2 separate regions of the Rattus norvegicus genome follow, and region 2 is linked to region 1. The links are chromatin contacts, called in public Hi-C maps. All regions are on one chromosome and are shown on one strand. Each heading gives the region's core, a stretch centred on a gene start, on an enhancer-like site or on the middle of the called end of the contact. The rest is flanking DNA. Distances are from core to core; before and after follow the strand shown. Region 1 overlaps Auts2 (activator of transcription and developmental regulator AUTS2). Region 2 overlaps Auts2 (activator of transcription and developmental regulator AUTS2).

What was found. A called contact is a pair of places that touch in the nucleus more often than the background predicts.
Region 2: a contact with region 1 is called in a Hi-C map of Schwann cells, with 9 times the contacts expected there. The contact joins two enhancer-like sites. A contact is called at or near these places in 1 of 12 Hi-C or Micro-C datasets (Schwann cells) and 1 of 1 datasets of contacts at active chromatin or transcription factors (oligodendrocytes).

Annotation. Positions count from the first base shown.
Region 1 is chr12:30,054,280-30,056,887 of GRCr8, reverse strand. All of the region lies in intron 2 of Auts2 (activator of transcription and developmental regulator AUTS2), which reads right to left. Among named protein-coding and RNA genes, the nearest start is that of Auts2, 320 kb to the right of the region's middle. Within about 2 kb of position 1,302, at least 26 of the 93 cell types and tissues checked have an H3K27ac peak or open chromatin away from gene starts, as enhancers often do. A contact at or near this core is called in Schwann cells, where this site is marked.
Region 2 is chr12:30,730,106-30,732,713 of GRCr8, reverse strand. All of the region lies in intron 5 of Auts2 (activator of transcription and developmental regulator AUTS2), which reads right to left. Among named protein-coding and RNA genes, the nearest start is that of Galnt17, 230 kb to the left of the region's middle. Within about 2 kb of position 1,328, at least 46 of the 93 cell types and tissues checked have an H3K27ac peak or open chromatin away from gene starts, as enhancers often do. A contact at or near this core is called in Schwann cells, where this site is marked.

The DNA.
Region 1 (2,608 bases), core at 53-2,552:
CTCCATATTCCAAGTGTTAGGATGACCACTATACATCCCAATACACAGTTTCTAACGTCCTCAAAGTCAAACACTAGGCTTCATGCATGCAAACCTGCCCTCTATCAACTAAAATACACCTCAAGGGCAAGGTAAAAGTCACGTTCACCAGACTGAAGTCATGATGTGTCTACAAAGCCATGTATACATCTTCAAAAGCTTCTTTCTGGCATGTCAGACGAAAACTACAGACCCATTCTCCTTAACTCTGTTTTATCTCTTGTTGCACCTTTTCAATCTACAATTGTTAGCTACATTCTCCTGGAAGACATATCTACATATCTAAATCCTTTCCTCTCCACCTATTTTCTCTAATAAACAGACCAGTCTCTTAGTATAAGAGCTTGATAGGGAAACACAGAGCATCACTCACACACATGTGTGTGCGTGTGAGTGTGTATGTCCACTCCTTCCCCACACAGCTGCCAGAATGCTTTTTAAACACACACACACACACACACACACACACACACACAGAGAGAGAGAGAGGGGGGGGGGGACTCATACTCGCTCACTCTCACACAGATTTCCAGAAGCCTCCCATCTGTTGTAAAATTCCACAATGATGCCTCTTTGCCAGAACCCTTCAGAAGCAAACACTAACCATAGTTCACCCCACTCATTTCCAGCCACCTACAATACAACACAAATGCCATTCCTCCTGGGCAAAGGTTAACATTGAGAGCCCACCGCCCCATATTCGTGTGTGGGGTTGTCTTTTGTGGTGTTTCCAGAGTCCATGACACACAGCTACGAACACTCTGCTTCTGTAGCAGGAGGCCTTCCCAGGGATCCTCAGGATGTACTGAAGCAACATCTGTTGCTGAAAGACCAGGAAGTCAAGTTGAGGGACTCTACTTATTTGAACTAACAGAACTATACAATGCTTCCAGATATGGCCAAGACTCTGAAGGCAGCTCAGATCCTGACGGAGGTAACAGACCACAGGTAAAGACACAGGAAAATGCTTTCAGGACACTGGCAAGCACTGCTGGGAAGAAGCCAACTCCGGCAAAGTGGCTGCATTTGTCTTGCTAAGGGTCAGCCATGACAGCATCTGTCAGGACGAGCTTGAACAGAGGAGCTCAGAACCCAGCCTAGCAGTAACAGGATACGCCAGTATCTGGTTGGAGCACAAACAAGGTAGACTTTTCTTCCTCTGGCACAGGGCAGGCACAGGGCCAAGCACACACAGTGCTCTCTGTTTTTGCAAGTCTAATGTGGTCTGCTGAGGGGAGGGGTGAGAGATCACCAGTTCATAATGACTCTCATTATGTCTGCTGCGTTCTGAGCCAAGATTAGACACTAGACAATCCTCTGTCCAGTGTCAAGGGCTTTCAACTGCCCTTTCAACAGGATAATTCCACTTCAAACTAATTTAGGTTTCTTATAACCCAGGCTACCAAAACTGATACACTTCACTGTCTCGGCCTGGAAAAAGAGGTTAATGTCTGCTCCAAAGAGGAATACAGATTTGGGTTTGGAGTCTGTCGGCTTCACATGAGCTACAACAAAAACAACACCCTAAAATCTCATCTGCTCAGCTGTCAGCCTCCCTGCAGGACCTGTGACCCTCCTTATTACTGCATCCACTTCTAAATATTACAGTCCTTTTAATATAGAGCCTAGAGAACATTCCAGAAGAATGTTAGAAAAGATGTTAGCATTTCCACTAAAACCAACAAGGTTGTGTGAGGTTCATTTCAGGACAGAAACTAGGCTCTGGAGGTAATTACTATATTTGAGACCGAGCAGCAAAAATCAGACATTTTTAAGTAAACCTTCACAGGAGACGCTGACACACTGTAACGGTTATTCATTAAATTTTCAAACAGTAACTCACCTTTGTCTTCCAAAGACTGAAAAAGTCCAGCGACAAAACAGAAGACTAAAGCCTGGAGTGGGTTCAGGCTCCTATCTCCAGCACCAAGGGCAGAGGTGAAAGCAAGACTGTGGTAAGTTTGACGCCATTCTAGACCGCAAGTGTCGTGCGAGCTAAGCATACACAGCAAAGCTTGAAAAAATTAAAGAAAAAAATAAAAACCCTACAACAACCCATGCAGTTTGCAGTTTCCAAGAATTCACAAAGGCAATAAAGACAAGATGTTTATTCAGAAAACTCGAAATCCAGGTAAGAATATATATAAAAAAAAAGAAAGAAAGAAAAGAAAAAGAAAAACCAAGCAACAGACACTCAACTATTAAATTAAAAGGTCATGCTTTGAGCGTCCAAAGCTTACTACAAACATACTAAACCCACCAATGTTTATATAAACACTGGAGATTTCCATTAAATACAAGTAATCTTATATATCTATCAGTGTATTTAATCACTCCTCCCTTAAGAACACACAGGCTTTGATGTGGTAACTTTTCCTCTAGGGGTGACTATTTCACACAGCCATTATCTGTGCCTACCCAAGCTTAAACAATTGTGCAGAATATTCTAGAGAAGCACTATTATATAACATTTTGCATTTAAAGTATCAAAGTTTCAAATAACCTTTCTACTGAAATAAAGTGAATAAACAACATAGAGTAACATGGAAATATAATGCCCACGTGATAA
Region 2 (2,608 bases), core at 79-2,578, 680 kb before region 1:
TGGATCTCCCCTGGGGGCTTTGGGTCCACTCCTAGAGGTGGGATCGCCTCTGTTGGCTAGGGCCGCCCCGGGTAGGTGCTCACAGCCGGTGAGCCGAGCCCAGCCGGCTCAGGGAGCTAGGAAAGTACAAAGGGGAGCGGGGGAGGGGTGGGGGAGGAAGGCCGGGCCCGCCAGACGCCAGCAGCCCGCCTACATTACCACCCTGGCCCGGCTGCGGCCGCAACAAAAGACCCCTCGACCCCTGCCTCCTCCCCCGCAACCGCGGACGGCGGGCAATCGAGTCGCCCCCCCCACCCCCAACGGTGGGGGGGGGGGGGACAACGTTACCTGGTCGCAAGGGGTTCGGTGGTCTTGTCAACCCCAAGTTCATGGTTTGAGTCCTCCGCTGGGTTCCCTCCGGGTAGATCACCACGCACCACCGGGAGAGAGCAACCAAAACCCAAGGCAGAGAAAACGCCCAACTCCAGCCGGCCCGGCTAGGTCCGCAAGTCTGTGTGTTTTGCTAATTCCTCTCCAAAGTCTCAAAGCCGAGGCACGCGAACCAAATCCGAACCGGAGCCGCAACGGCAGCAGAGCCAGCAGCAGCAGAAGCAGCACCCAGCTCCTCCACGGCAGCCGGGAGTCAGCGCCGCGCGCGCACATCCAACGCAGCCAAGTCCCGGGCGGGTGGCGGGGAGATGGGGAGGGGGCCCGGCCCGCGCGCTCTCCTGGTTGCTCCTGCGGGGCGCGCGGGGAACCGGCTGGCATAAACCAGGGGCTCAACTTCGTGCGCCCTGGGGACCTGGCAGGGCTGAAGAGCAGCGGCCCGGGAGCCGCTGCCGCGGCGCGCGGAGCTAAGAACGAGGCGGCTGCGGCGGCGACAGGACAAAGGAGACCATGTGCGGAGGGAGGGAGGAGGGAGAGGGAGGAGGAGGAGGAGGGCGTACGGCGGCAGAGGCGAAAGCAGCTCCCCGGCGGCCGCCTCGGGCTCCCCAACAGCGGGTGCCGCCTGTACGGCACTGCCGCGGGCTGATCTGATGGGTCCTGGGCCCGCCGCGGCGTGGCACCGACACGCTCCGGGAGTCGCGATCTGCCGCGGGTGTCGCCCGCCTGCGGTGCGGAAAGCTGAGGTTGAAGCTGCTACGGGGCGCGCGGGACTAGCTCCGCTCCGGCCTGCCTCTCCCGCCTGTTCCTGGCTCAAGTGAACTCCATCGGCGGCGCGCCGCCAGCGCCACCGGCTACCCGGGGCTGGATCGTGGCAGGGAAAGAGGTCCCTGGTGTTGACGCGGGGACACCCCTTTCTCCCACCCTTGCTCTCGCGCTCTGGACTTCGCTCTCCGGACTATACGGAGCGCGCCTTACTCCCGGCTCTCGGAGCGGGACTTCTCGGCGCGCCCAGCCGGAGCCGCCAGCCGGTGCCACCGCCCCTCCTCCGTCCCGCCCCACGCGCCCCGCCCCTCGCCACCCCTCCTCTCCGCCCTGGCGCCCGGTCGGCCCAGCGGGGGCGCAGTCCCTGGGTGCAACACTGACAGCTGTGGCTCCCACTACTCCCGCCTCCGGTAGCGGACGGGCCCCTGGTCCCCATGGCGCCTTTCTCCCTGCCTGCAGGAACCGCGATGCTCCTGTCCCCTTTGCAGCTACAGCTTGGGAGATTTGCACTAAACCAAGGAGAGGCTACTAGGCCCGCAGCCTAGGGCTGAATTGCCTCTAGGCCAGCCTCGTGTGCAAAGCGCTGGTTCTGAGAGAGGTATGGAGGTCCAGGGGTATAGATCTTGGGCACACAGTAGGTGCACGATACAACATATACAACATAATCTTTGCATTGTCTGACACAGAGGGGGATAGAATCCAAATCTAGGACAAAAAAAGGTCTTGATCTAACCCCCATCCCACGAATCACGGTAGGTTTCACAAACTGGCCACGTAGACAGCTCTCTCTCTGCACAATTCCTCAAACTATCCGACTTGTGTACACGTTCATACTCGCCAAGTGTGACTGAGGCTTCCCCTTCCATGCAGCAAATGTAAAGATTGGGAAAGCAAAGTCAAAGCTTCATTGCAAGGATGGGAACTGTATCGCCTATCACCAGGAAGCCAGCTCAGCTAAGCGCCCTGGGGGAGAGATGGATGGATGGATGGATGGGTGGGTGGGTGGGTGGGTGGATGGATGGGTGGATGGGTGGATGGATGGATGGATGGATGGATGGATGGATGGGTGGATGGGTGGGTGGATGGATGGATGGATGGATGGGTGGATGGATGGATGGATGGATGGGTGGATGGGTGGGTGGATGGATGGATGGATGGGTGGATGGATGGATGGATGGATGGATGGATAACCATGAATGCAGCCCCCAGTCATTTGAGTCACTGACCTTCTACCAGAACACACAGCCCCCTTTTTCTTTTTTAATTAAGTGTAAGATTCTCTCTCTCCCTCCCGACCAACCCCTCTGTGTGTGTGTGTGTGTGTGTGTGTGTGTGTGTGTGTGTGTGTTCTAGTGCTTTGTAGGACAGATCCCCTGGAGCTGTTAGTGACCTGATTTGGGTGTTGGGAACCAAAGCCCAGCCCTTAACAGAAACAACAAGCACTCTTACCTACTGAACTATCTCTCCACCCCCAACCCTG